3 separate regions of the Sus scrofa genome follow, and regions 2 and 3 are each linked to region 1. Evidence: chromatin contacts called from public Hi-C and HiChIP or PLAC-seq data. All regions are on one chromosome and are shown on one strand. Each heading gives the region's core, a stretch centred on a gene start, on an enhancer-like site or on the middle of the called end of the contact. The rest is flanking DNA. Distances are from core to core; before and after follow the strand shown. Region 1 holds the start of ZRANB1 (ubiquitin thioesterase ZRANB1). Region 2 overlaps LHPP (phospholysine phosphohistidine inorganic pyrophosphate phosphatase). Region 3 holds the start of OAT (ornithine aminotransferase).

The links. Hi-C and Micro-C count contacts between places; a contact is called where the count stands out from the background. HiChIP or PLAC-seq counts read pairs in DNA pulled down with a chosen protein or histone mark.
Region 2: a contact with region 1 is called in a Hi-C map of embryonic fibroblasts, with 2.2 times the contacts expected there. The contact joins the enhancer-like site here to the promoter of ZRANB1 in region 1. A contact is called at or near these places in 1 of 5 promoter capture datasets (liver), 2 of 47 Hi-C or Micro-C datasets (embryonic fibroblasts and liver) and 1 of 2 datasets of contacts at active chromatin or transcription factors (skeletal muscle).
Region 3: a contact with region 1 is called in an H3K27ac HiChIP or PLAC-seq map of alveolar macrophages. The contact joins the promoter of OAT here to the promoter of ZRANB1 in region 1. A contact is called at or near these places in 1 of 47 Hi-C or Micro-C datasets (liver) and 1 of 2 datasets of contacts at active chromatin or transcription factors (alveolar macrophages).

Annotation. Positions count from the first base shown.
Region 1 is chr14:134,252,268-134,256,519 of Sscrofa11.1, reverse strand. ZRANB1 (ubiquitin thioesterase ZRANB1) reads right to left here and starts at 2,593. Exons shown (of 10, transcript XM_013983854.2): 1 at 2,413-2,593.
Region 2 is chr14:133,922,229-133,926,885 of Sscrofa11.1, reverse strand. All of the region lies in intron 6 of LHPP (phospholysine phosphohistidine inorganic pyrophosphate phosphatase), which reads right to left. Among named protein-coding and RNA genes, the nearest start is that of TRNAE-UUC, 30 kb to the right of the region's middle. Within about 2 kb of position 2,040, at least 14 of the 83 cell types and tissues checked have an H3K27ac peak or open chromatin away from gene starts, as enhancers often do. A contact at or near this core is called in embryonic fibroblasts, where this site is marked.
Region 3 is chr14:133,823,383-133,827,606 of Sscrofa11.1, reverse strand. OAT (ornithine aminotransferase) reads left to right here and starts at 2,828. Exons shown (of 10, transcript NM_001185141.1): 1 at 2,828-2,847.

The DNA.
Region 1 (4,252 bases), core at 1,344-3,843:
ATCCCTGTCCCAAGAATTTCCACATGCCACACACGCAGCCAAGAAAACAAACAAACAAACAAACAAAAAAAACAAACATTAAGAGATAAACTAAAATCCAGGCTAGCCTATGCTAAGGAAAAAACAGAAGAAGAAAGAAAACAGTCTCTCAAAGGAGAGAACAGATCCCTTGGGGTTAAAGTAGCTAAAAAGGCTTCTCAAGAGACAGGGCCCAAAGTAAAGGGAGGATCCTTGAATAGAGCACAAAGAAAGGCACAAAGGAAAGCCAAGAGGAGGACTTCACAGGAACAACAAACAAATCAGTCTGGCTGGAAGGAAGGGTTCACAAAGGGAAGAAATAAGAGTTAAGACTGAAGAATGGATCAGGGCCAGATTATAGAGAAACCTGAAAACCACACCAGGGAGCTTAAACTTTACTTTGCATGTGACAAGGAGTGCTCTCGAAGTTTTATGTTGAGATGTGAGAAGGTGAATATTAAAATATGCAAGATATTATTTACCCAAAGCATTAGTGGGTAAATTTAATGTACAAAAATATTCCAGGTGAAGCCGCACACCACCCTAAGAAAAGGTGTTCAAAGCCCAGGTCCAAGAGCTCATTATCGGGAGGGAGGAAAGTGAGCAGCAGGGCTCAACATTGAATCAAATTAAATACAAAGCTACAGTGGTCTACTTTTGCGATTCCCAAGTATTTAAAGTGTCCATCTATTATAAAAGTAATACAAGTATAAAGTACACTGAACAGCTCTCACTATATCAATTACGCACAGGAGGCAATTTACCTCAAATATACAACTGGATCACGAGTTCTGAAACTATGCTAATTCAGAGACTTTCAATGTTAACATGCCCTAACCCTTATCAGTGTACAAGGGCCACAGGATTAAAATTATACTACCACGAATGAGTTATCTACTATCCATGCACATTTCAAGAGTAAACAAATGGGTGTCTCAACGCTCTGAAGCATTAATAAAAGGTGTTGAAGCATCAACAGAAATAAAAACCCCTCATGGCATTCAAATAATATCCTCCCCAAAGATTAAAATGTGCCCTTGCTGTCCTCTTAGTCCCCCTAACAGCCCTATAAAAATTTTTAATAAAATTTTAGTAGAAGGAGGATACGGCGTATCTCGTTATACGATCCAAAGTCAAGGGACCAGCAGGTTTCTACATGTCTTCACAATTACCTCATTTAATTCATAAGACTAATAACCAGGAGGAGCGATCCGGCTTAATTTTTCACAAACATAGTTTAGATTACTTTGCTAAGGCCCTTGGCACAAGCCAAGATCAAAATTCCTTATGGTTTCCCCTGGCTTATGTTCTGAACACTGAGTCATCCATGTTTGATGAAAACATGGGTACCCTTGAGGTCGCACAAGTGATAAAGAAATCAACTAAAGAGAGACCTCAGAGAGAAAAGCCACTCATTATGTAACGTTTCCCAGAGCTAAAGATTTCTCTTCAACTGTGTTCCCCAAAGAGTATTTTTGTACATTAAATGTACTGACAACAAAATATCATACGGCGAGCACACAGACCAAAATACTGGGCAGAGGAGACGGCGTTTAACCTGAGGGTCTACAGAGTTACGGAAAAGGCAATCAAATAACTGAAAGACTAAATTCTCAACGAGAGAGTTTCAAAACACCAGCGTATCTCAAAGATAATGGGCCGGCTCAAACTTCCAGGCTGAACCTAAACAGGTCCCTGGTGCTTAATGCAAGTATGCATTTCAGTCCTTTTGTCTGTGAAATGACCCACACCAAGCCACAGTGGAGAAAATAGCACCCAGTCGCACTGTACAAGCGTAACTGCGAGGAGAGGGGCAGACAGTCTTTCCACCAGTTCCAGCTCCGCCTCCCCAGCCCACCCCCGTCGCCCCCACCTTTATTTCCTTAGACAGAAAAGGCGACCAGTGGAGGCCACCGCGGGAGGCGGAGAGGAAGCCACCAAGGGACCGAAATCCAAGTTTGGGAACCTGCACCAACTTGTGGCGACGGACCCAAGTATTTCGGGCCTATTGCAGAATGGGAGCAAAATCCCACTCATCTGCCCGTAGGTGGCAGGAAAAGAAGTTGGGGGGAGGGGGAATCTGGCGGAAGAGAGGTGGCCGGGCCGGCGGCGCGTCCAGCCAGCGCGGCTGATCGATGGTCGGTAAACAAGCCGGCGGACCCACCCTCCCACAGCCCCGGGCCTGTCCCCGCACCTGGAAAGCCCAAGATGGAAGCACAGCGGGGCCGGGCCGGGCCCCCTCCCCTCTCCCAGCCTGCGAAGCCGCCTCGGGGGGCGCGGGCGGGCCGCCCGGGAGACCGGCGGCCTGGGCGCCGTCAGGGAGCGAGGGGCCAGGCAGGCCGCGGCGGGGCCGCGAGGGGCCTGCGGCGGGACGCCCTCCCGGGGCCCGGTTACCTGGCGGCGGCGGCGGCGGCTCCTCCTCCAGCTCCTGCTCCTCCTCCCTGTCCGACGCTCGGCGCCCGGCGGCCGCGACGGCCGCGGCGACTCCCGGAGCAGCCCGGGGCAACGAGCCGAGCCCGGCCCCTCTCCGCCTCCCTCCGCGCCGCCGCCCGCCCCGCTGCTGCCGCCTCCGCCCTCTCCCCTCAGTCAGGACATGGTCTCCGCGGGCCCGCGCGCGGCTCCCGGCTGCGGGAGGCAGGGGCAGAGGGGCGGAGAGCAGGCGCGGAGACGGGGGGGGCGCCGGGGGAGGGGGGAGAGAGGGGGGCGGCCTCGGACGCTGCGGGCTCCTAATGGCGGCGGTGCGGGACCCCGGAGCCAAATAAACCCCACGGCAAGCTGCACAACGTCAAGGCCGGACCCCGCCGCTCGCCGCCCTGTCATTGGCCCCGAGGCCGCGAGCGGCGCAGCCAATGGGCAGCCGCCTCTTTCCGGGCGCAGAAGGCGGGCCGCGGAAAGGTGACGTCACCCCGGCGCCCGGCCCGATTGTGAGGAGCCCCGCCCTCTGTGCGGCGGCAGGCCCGCTGGGGCTGCGGGACCTCGGCGGCGGGCGGAGGGCGCCGGGAGGCGGCGGGCCAGCGCGGCGTGCGCAGGGTTTGGGGACGCAGACTGGGCGGCGCGGAGGGCGTCGTGGCAGCTGCACTGCTCCGCGTGACTCTTCCCTGCGACTGATTCACCACCCTTCTAAGTCCACCGCGAAGGCTCCCCGAGCGGACTCCTTAGTGCCCGATTCGGCCTCACTTTGCCTTAGGGAGTTTCAAAGTCTTGATACCAGGGAGGATAAAGATTTAGGTTTTGAAAGTTTAATCTTTATGTATATTTTACGTCTGTTTTTTATTCCTGCTTTCGAGACGGCTATCCATTTATGTGTGTGTATGTGTATATTTATAATGTATGTATTATATATGTACCCATATACATCATGAAAAAGCATGAAGTTATATGCCAATTATATCTCAATTAAAGAAAAAAAACTTTTAAGCCATGGAGGCTGCTTTTTGTGCAGTCTCCACTACCACCACTACCTCCTACCTAACTCTAGTTTTGGGTAAACTGATTTTCTAGTGGTTGCCTTCTCTGTGAAGTCCAAGAGTAAGAAAGAGGATATGTTATAGCCGTGGAAAAAATACAGCCAGGAGAATTAGCAGAGCCCAAGTTCTAAAGAGACTATGTTAAGGAGTTACCTGGTAGCACAGCAGGTTAGAGACCCCTCCTTGTTACTGCTGTGGCACCGGTTCCATCCCTGGCCTGGGAACTTGTACATTCCCAGGGAGGCCAAAAAAATAAAAGGATTTATAAAGAGAATATGTTATATGGTGATGTATTTTGTGTATTTCTTTTTTAATGTAACCATAGCCAGATAGTCTAAGTCATTTTGCTATTTGCTAAGACCCCATGAGTATGTCATATTTTTCTGGCTGGAAAACCGTTTTTTCCCAGTGAAATTTCACCCTGCACTTTTCACAGTTCAGATTTTATTTCGAGAGTTTGAATGACACAAAACACAGCAGCTCTTTAAAAGTTGTAAACCTCTTTAAAAGTTATCTGTTGAAGAACTACAGCGCTGTCAAAGGGCATTTAGCAGTTCTATTGAACACCTCAATAGAAAGAATGTATTTTTCAGAGTTTAATTGGATTTTTATAACTTGGGTGGAGACTATCTAGCATCACTGTACCTGGTATTCGTAGTCTCTCTTTGCATGTGTATGGCAAAGGATGTGTGAGCTACTTCACTATGGCTGAAGAGTAATAATCTATATAGCTTCCTTTCCCCAACAGTTTGTTTTGTAATTATTGA
Region 2 (4,657 bases), core at 791-3,290, 330 kb after region 1:
TCCTTCCAGCACTTTCCAGAGAACAGAGACAGCCAGAGGGGTGTGAGCTGAAGGCCCTTGCCGAGGTCTCCAGCTGCCCCTCAGGAAAGGGCGGCACGGGGGCCGGGGCTTGCACCTCATGTCACCCACGCATGTAAAGGAAGCAGGACACTGGGGCAGCCACCCCGCCTCCCAGCAGGCGTGCACCAGAAAGAAGCCCACAAGGCCGACCAGCTGAGGAGACCCTCAGAGATTCTTTGGACCAACTCTGAGATAACGCAGTGCTCCTGCGGCACTGCTCACGAAAACATTAATTTACTAGCCCACTTGACTAAAAAGGCCGGAGGCTGGGACCAGCTGCAGGTAGAGCTATATCCAGGTGCTCAAACCACATAACTGGAAGTCTGTCTTTCTCTCCGTCTCTAGGCTCTGCTTTCCTGCTGGCCCGCTTCGCCCTCAGACAGGCTTTCCCCCTGGGATGACAGAGAGGGCCACTGGTACTTCTCAGCTTAAAGTTCACTGGCCATTTTCCTAGGGGCTCTGGAAAATCCCAGGCCAGCTCACTGACCCGGCTCAGATCACACACCCATCCCTATGGCCAGGAGCTCCACCTGCTCCAGACCAGCCACGCCTGAGTTCCGCAGCGGAACATGCGGTCCTGGGGCGGGCTGGGGTGGAAGAGGTGACCCAAAGGAACGCAGGGACCACACCGAGGGCAGGCACATGCCCACCAGCCCGTCCTGTGCACCCTGCCCTTCGGAAGGCCACAAACCCCGTACCTTCTAGGGCTTATCACCCCCAAGAGTCTGGCCTCCTTGGGGGCGACATCAGCCCCACTGGGAATGAACGGGCTAAACGAGGACCAGACACTGAAGGGCTGAGACCCTGACCCACAGGTGAGGGGCAGAGGAGGCAGCAGGGCCTGGCCTCGACCCCACCCCCACCTGTGCCTGAGGCAGTCAGCTTGCTGCCCCAGAGACCACTGGGTCTGGCGGGCAGATAGCCTGAGCCTGATGGGGACCCCATGAGGGACAGTCTTTTCCTTCCAAGAGGGCAGCCAGGCCCCGAGGAGAAGCTGTGATGGGAGGGACACGGGCGGGGAGGCTGAGCCAGGGCCGCGGAAGGAAGTGAGTGAGACAGGGGGCATGAAGGGCCACCCGCTCGGGGACCAGGTGCACAGAGACAGGTGAGCCGGTGGGAATGGGCTGCCGGGCCAGCTGGTGCTGGAAAGGGCCTGAGGCTCACTCTGGAAGGATCTGCTCGTGGGTTGGTCCGCTTGTCTCCTGCTGCCCTCTCTCCACTGGAAAGACCCGTCCTGGAGGGCAGGGACCCATCACTGTCCCTCATCCCCAGACAGTGCCTGGCACATACTAGGTGCTCAAGAAATACCTGGGGGGGAGGCGAGACAAAGAGGAGGTGGACTTGGGCCTCCTGCTGCTGGCAGTGGGACAGTGGGGGCACCCGTGGTGAGCAGAGCGCCCCAGAGGCAGCGAGGCCAGTGGGGAGGCTCGGGGAGTCCAGAACAACAGGGTGGGGGGTATCCCATCAGCTGGTCAAGCAGGGCCTGGGGTGCTGTCCCCAGGCCATCCCCCTGGGGGGGGCCAAGCCTAACCCTCCCCTGAGCATCCACACAGCTGCCATTCCCTGCCCCCCACCCCGCGCGCCCCCGCCAGACACAGGAGGTTTAGAGGTGAGCATCACGTCCAAGGTTACACGGCTGGCAAGGGGCGGAGCGACAGGACCTGACACCAGCTCCCGGAGGCTGGGCTCTCCCCCCCGCCACTGTTCCCCTCCCCTGTCCCTGGGACTCTGGCCACCCGGACAGGATGCTCTCCCTGACTCTCTGCTGCCCTGTCTCAGCACAGGGAAGGCAGAGAGCCGTCCCCCGACTCTAGGCTCAGGCGGGTCTGGCCACAGGGCACTAGCGTCCAGCCTGGGGATCTGGGAGAAGATGGGGGTGTGGCCTTGCTCCCGGCTGCCCCCCCACCCTGAAGACCGCGCTGGGGCTGGGAGCTCAGCCTGGGCCTGCCCACAGCACAGAGGAACCGCAGCACAAAGAAAACCAAATAGGGCACAGCACGGTGGTTAGAGCTAGGAACTGCATCCAGCCGTGTCTGCAAGGAGAGGGATCGGGGGCCAGGAGTCAGAGATGCCATCCACGGAGCAAAAGTGCTTGGTCTTCTCTGGGGTGTTGATAAACAGTAGCAACAATGAAAGCTCCGGGGAACGCCCCCCTGCCCTCCAGGTCCCCAGACCCAGCTGCCTGGAGCCAATGGCGCTGCAGCGAGAGGGTGTCTCCAGATCCCGGAGGGGCGTCCACAGCAGGCCGTCCTTGCAGGGCATCTAGAGAAGCCTGTGGCTAAGGCTGCGTCGCGGTTAGAGGCCACTCCGGGAGGGCGGCCAGGCTGATTCCTGCTGCGCCCTCGGTGTCCCCTTCCCTCTCTGGTCTGCTGCGGCCAGCAGGAGCTGCCCAGACCTGCCTGGTACCCCTCACCCCACACTGGAGGGGCAGAGAAGGCTTGGGTGTAGCCAACTCCAACTGCAGAGGCAGCAAAGATGCAACTTCTGGGGCTGCCACCTGTCACCTCCCCCAGCCAGGCTCTTGGGCGGGGTCAGGTGACTTCAGAGCCAGGCCCTGCTCAAATCACAGCCCATCCTCACGAGGCCCCTCTCCTCGGGCAGTGCTGAGTGTGGAGTGTGGTGGGGGCAACAAGGGGAGAGGGGCCTGTGAGGTCCTGAGAGCCCCATAGGGGCACCCCCTTCCTTGGGAGACCAGCGCCAGCTCGGAGCTCCAGCGGGCTTGGCTAACTGGGGTGCAGCAGGTTGTGAGAGGGCTCAGGATATAGGCCTTGGAGTCAGGCAGAGCTGGATTCAAATCCTGACTCCCACACTGGTGGGCTGTGTGGCCTTTCACAGGTGAATCTACCTCTCTGAGCTTCCATTGCCACATCTATAAGGTGGGATGAGAGGGGCAGCCTCCAGGGAGTTGAGGTTCGGATGGGCTGAAGTAAGATGAATGGGAGCACCAGCCTGGGAGCACTGGCACCGGCTCTGGTGGGGAGATGCCCCCTGGAAGGCCCCGCCCTGTTCCTCCATCCACCTCACCAGCTCCTGGCAGAGAGGGCGCCGTGACCCTGGCCCCCTTCACGGGTGTCACACAGGTGAGAAGAGCCAATGTGAGGGGCAGGCCCAGAGCACACACCTTCCAACGTTTGTTGAGGGACTGCTAGATGGTCGGGCTGGGCTCAATGGGACGGAGGCCCTACTAAGCCCTTCTCCACCCCAACCCACTACCCGGAGCTTTCGAGGACACCCTCCCCCACCAGGTTACCTGCAGGTTCCCAGGAGGCCAACCCTTTGGGGCAGGAGGCCACTAACAGGGACCTTAATTGGGGACCCTGGCCTTGGGGCCTCTCTCTGCAGCCGCCTCCACCCGGGACCCCCATCCTCAGCCCGGAGGCCCTGGCTCTCAGTGGGCTGCTTTCCCCGAGGCGGGCACAGAGCCCAGCGGAACTGTCTGCAGCTTGAAAACCTTTTCTTTTGCCCTGGGCACGAAGCAGCTGTGGTCAGGGACCACGAAGGGTCATACAGGTCAAGTACCAGAAGGCGCTGCTGTTCCTAGTTCTGCTCCCAACGACCAGCCAATCAGGGGGCAGGGGAAGCAGAGTGCAGAGAAGTGAACTCGACCGGAGCCAAGCAGCCGATGAGTGGGGATGCCACCCTGACCCGCCACTGACCCCACCACACAGGCCCCCTCCCTCTCCAGCACCCTCCCACCCAAGGCCCCTGGGGTCCCTCCTTAGTCCTCACAGGGCCCGGGATCTTTGGAGACTGAAGTGCTGGGTGCGGGCAGTGCCCCCGAGCCCCTAGGACTAGGAACTGGGAGGAACACAGGCCTCCCTCCCAGAACAGCCACATGGTGACGAGGGCGGGAGCCAGTGGGGCTCACCCACCATGATGGGGCAGAAATTGGCACAGCCGATTTGGAAACGTCCGGCATTATCTGGGAAAGCCAACCCTGTGTGTCCCCCACAACCCAGCAACTCCACCTGCAAGCAGATCCCCCGCCCCGAGGGACTCGCGCCTGGTGCCAAGTGTGCCATGGCCCTGGCAGTGCTGTGGAGAAAGGCCACGCCAGGACCCCTGCCCAGTGCCTCCTCCACGGGAGGGGCAGGGAGAGGTATGTCCACATCACAGAGCACGGAGGACGCCCGGCCACCAGGACGAAGGAGCCACAGGTAGGCGACACATGCGGCGACTCCAGTTAAAGGTCAGCACAGGAAGAGCGGACTCCGCTGTCCAGGGAGCAGGCCCACGTGGGAGAACCACAAAGAAAACCAAGAGGCGACCGGGACCAGGGTGGCCTGGCTCCCTTCTGCAAGAACAGGGTCTCCTAGGGAGGTGACAACGTCCCAGAGCTGGTGCTGGCTTCACGATTCTACAAAACATATACTCTCATTTTAGTCACGTCACAGTTTTTTTACCTTTTTTTTTTTTTTTAGGGCCACACCTGCGGCATATGGAGGTTCCCAGGCTACACCAAAGCCACAGCAACATGGGATCCGAGCTGCGTCTGCAACCTACACCACAGCTCATGGCAAGGCCGGATCCTTAACCACCTGAGTGAGGCCAGGAATCGAACCTGCAACCTCATGGTACCTAGTCGGATTCGTTAACC
Region 3 (4,224 bases), core at 1,579-4,078, 430 kb after region 1:
GCCTTGTTAATTCTATGGATTACTGAAAGCATTCAGTGTTAAAACTTTTTGCTGTCAGTACCAATTTGACCTCGTCTCCAGGATGTGAGTGAGGGTCAAGTTTAAATGCACAGCCTGGAGTGAACTAACCTAATGAAGTGAACTCTTGTTGGAAAGATAATTCTTGGTCTCGCCATGCCAGCCTCCTCTAGCTCCATCAGGGGTGGTTTAACCATTTTTCTGGATGGCCTTGCTCTCTGTTGCTGCCCTGACTCCCTCTAAAGTTTGAAGTCTGTTTAGGAATAAATACCCTTGTTCCTTTGACGGGGTGCTCAAACCTGGGCTAGGTTTTGGGGATGCAAAGTGAATTTTACGGCATGGTTACTGGCCTTTCAAAGAGCCTGGTAGGATTCTCTCAGGGGGACAGGCATGAAAACAAGTGTCCTGAAGTGTTAGGACCTGTGGCAAACATCCGAGCAAGGTTCCTGGGAGTCTTCAGAAGGTCTATTTTATAGGGAAGGGTGAAAAAAAGCTAATGTGTTCTATGCATAATTTTCTATTTATGCATAGAAAAAGATGAAAAGTTAATGGCTACCTCTCCTAAATATGGAATTGCAGGTAACTGCTTTGTGTTTCTAATTTTTTCCTAATAGGAAAATTTTTTTTCAAAGAGGAAAAGCTCCAGTTTAAAAAAGAAACCATGCACTGTTGATTTTCATGTTGCAGAAAATGGCTAATTCCCTTATGAATTTAAGGGAAGGAACTCATTGAGGGGCCATTTTGTGCTCTGTTTAGTGCTTTAATATTATCCCATTTAATCCTCAATAATGGCCCTGAACGACTTTAACCTCATTTTACAAATTGAGGCATTGAAACTGAAAACGATTGACAGTCATTCAAACAAAGCTACCCTTAAGAACCCAGCTAGAATTTAAGTCCTGGTCTCCAAACTCTGAGGAACTTAACACGCTACTGTCCTGGTTTTCCAAGCCTTTTTGTAGGAGGAGATTGTTGATGTTGGCTATTTTTAAGCCCATCTTAATTCTGGTCTAATGCTTCTTATGCCAAGCACAGTAAGTTGAACACAGAAGGTTCTTTAATAGAAACGTGCTTACAGGATCCTAGTGCATTTGATGCATTAAACTGTTTGACTTCCCAGTTGAAAAAATGTTTAGCGTTCATCTTTATGGGAGTTCCCATCATGGTTAATGAATCCGACTAGGAACCATGAGGTTGTGGGTTCGATCCCTGGCCACAATCCGTGGGTTTAAGATCCGGCGTTGCCGTGAGCTGTGGTGTAGGTCGCAGACGCGGCTTGGATCCCGCATTGCTCTGGCTCTGGTATAGGCCGGCAGCTACAGCTCCAATGAGACCCCTAGCCTGGGAACCTCCATATGTCGCAGATGCGGCCCTAGAAAAGACAAGAAAAAAAACCCCAAAAAACGAACAAAATCTCTTCTTGTCATTAAGAACTGTAATTATTTTAAATGAGAATGTATTATGTGATTATGCTGAACCATTCTCACATTGTTGAACATGCTTTATTCACGAATGTCCACCGTCCTATTTCTTTCGAATAGAGTCTTGAAACCGGGAGTTCCTACTGTGGCGCAGCAGGTTAAGGATCCGGTGTTGTAGTTGCGGTGTAGGTCGAAACTGCAGCTGGGATTCTATCCCTTGCCTGGAAACTTGCCTATGCCTCAGGTGCGGCCAAAAAAAAAAAAAAAAAGAATCTTAAGAGTGAAGTCAGAGAGCACAGCACTAAGTAGCCTGGCAATTAAAATTTTTCTGTTTCCTCCAAAAAAAGGTGAAATTAGTTGTCTAAGAGCACAAACACTTTTAAGGCTTTTATTTATTGTGGTTAGAGATTTTTTTCAGAAAGTATTTCAGTTTATTTATTTTTTTTAATTAATTTTTTTATTTTCCCACTGTACAGCAAGGGGGTCAGGTTATCCTTACATGTATACATTGCAATTACAGTTTTTCCCCCGTGTTTCAGTTTAAATAGTATCTAGGAGGTCCCGTCGTGGTGTAGTGGTTAACAAATCTGACTAGGAACCATGAGGTTGCGGGTTCGATCCCTGCCCTTGCTCATTGGGTTAAGGATCCGGCCTTGCCGTGAGCTGTGGTGTAGGTCGCAGGTGTGGCTTGGATCCCGCATTGCTGTGGCTGTGGCATAGGCCGGTGGCTACAGCTCTGATTGCACCCCTAGCCTGGGAACCTCCATATGCCACGGGAGCGGCCCAAGAAATGGCAAGAAGACAAAACAAAACAAAAACAAACAAACAAACAAAAAAAAAACGGTATCTAAGTGACACTGTGTTTTACTGCTAATTTGATCAAGGCGAAAAGTAAATTTTTTTTTTTTTAAGTTGGTCAAACAGAGCATTAATGCTTACTGCGTCTCTAGTCAAGAAATAAAGTTAAAAACCAATCAATGTTTTATTTATTTATTTGTTTGTTTGCTTTTTTTTTTTTTTTTTGGCTGGGCCCACAACACATGGAAGTTCCCTGGCCAGTGATTGAATCTGTGCCACAGCAGTGATAACGCTGCGCCACAAGAGAAGTCCTAAAATCAATGTTTGAGACTTAATATTTTGGGTGAGTTCTGTCAAGTATAACCAGAAGTTTTTGCATTTTTGCTAGCGGCTATCTCCAGTGTAATGATTCGTATGTAATTTTTTTTGTTGTGGTTAATACACTTCTTTGAAATAAAATCTAGTGGAAATTAGGGATCTTCGAAAAATGCACTTAGGCACATACGTCTGCAATTTATTTCAGGAGTTACTGAACGCTCTGAAGACGTCGCTGGATCTCCAGTGAAAAAATCTGTAATTAATCTGTACTGTGGGAAGAAAGGATAGTTGGGTGAGTCTTGGCAAGTGCTGGATTTTGTTTAGCGAATGCCTGAACATATTGGATTTACTGGGTAGTGCCAAGTTGATTGGGAAGCGAGCCAAGTTCCAAGTAATAGGTTTTGCTAATCTGGCAGTTCAGACTGCGTGCTGGCTTGACTTATTGACAGAGCTCTGTTGAAACATGAATTAACTACTCTTTAAAAAAAAATAGCTATAGACATATTAAGTACGTTTCATGTTTGGCAACTTTCCACTAATCTTGAATTTATCTTTAAAAAATATCCCCCCACCCCCTGCCCTCACATGGTTGCTGTGTATTTTCCCGTTTTCTTGTTACTTTTGGCTTCTTCCTTAGCTCAGAATGTACTTCATGGCTTATCAGGACTCTCAGTGATACAGTTGGTTACAAAGCCTTGTGAAGAACTGTGATGGGGGCTGGTCTTCCGGCTGGTGCTGGTGAGAGGAGAGAAATTGACTCTGAAATATATAAATAGATTGTGAGCGAATGAATGCCAGTTTGCTCAGTGATATTTAAGATTTATTACTAAACTTCTTGGCTTGTCATAACTTGATACTCTCTAGTTCCTGGTTGCCTTTTTCTCCTTTAAACAGTTGCTTTTGTGGTGCAGTTTTTTGGGGGTTAATTTTATAGGAACCACCGTCTTAGCAGGGTAGACAGTTTTCTTTTCAGAGTTGCATCATTGCATCTCATACATACTGTTTTATTTTGTGTCTGGTCTCTTCCACTTAAAAAGCTCCTCAAAGGTTGTTTGCTATACATTACAAAACATTTTTTCCCCATCTTCTTACCTTTCACCTTTGTGTATGATGATTTGGACCTATAGAAGTTTTAGATAATTGTGGCTAAAAAACAGGTTTTGCCTTTCTAAGCAGCCCTTCCCTTCCCCCAAGAAATCACTTTTCCTTTCCTCATCTCTTTTCGCTTTGGTTCATCCCTGTTACCTATGTAGAGCCAAATCCTTTCTTAATTTCACTAGGACAGAGCTGATATGCACAGCAGTCCTCAGCCCCTCTGCGCCCCCCCCCCCCCCCCAACGGCTCCCAGGCAGCCTGCGCCTCTGATTTGGTCTCTGGCTCTGGGCTCTTATCTTTGAAAGTCTCACACCCCCACGTAAATAAATATTTTCTGAGTGGTTCCTCAGTCTCCAAGATTAGGTGCCAACTCTTGAGTCACTCCGCTGTTCAGCCTTGGCTGAATGCCCCAGGGAGAAGGTGTACCTGTGTGTGTAGCTGTGTGTGTGTCTTTATTATACAACCTTCGGATGGTATGCGAAGGAGTTGGTGGAAAGAAAAAGCCTTTCCACCTTTCATTGGTCTCCTTGCAGTTTCCAGCCTGCAGCACTTTTTGCACACCACGCCAGTGCTT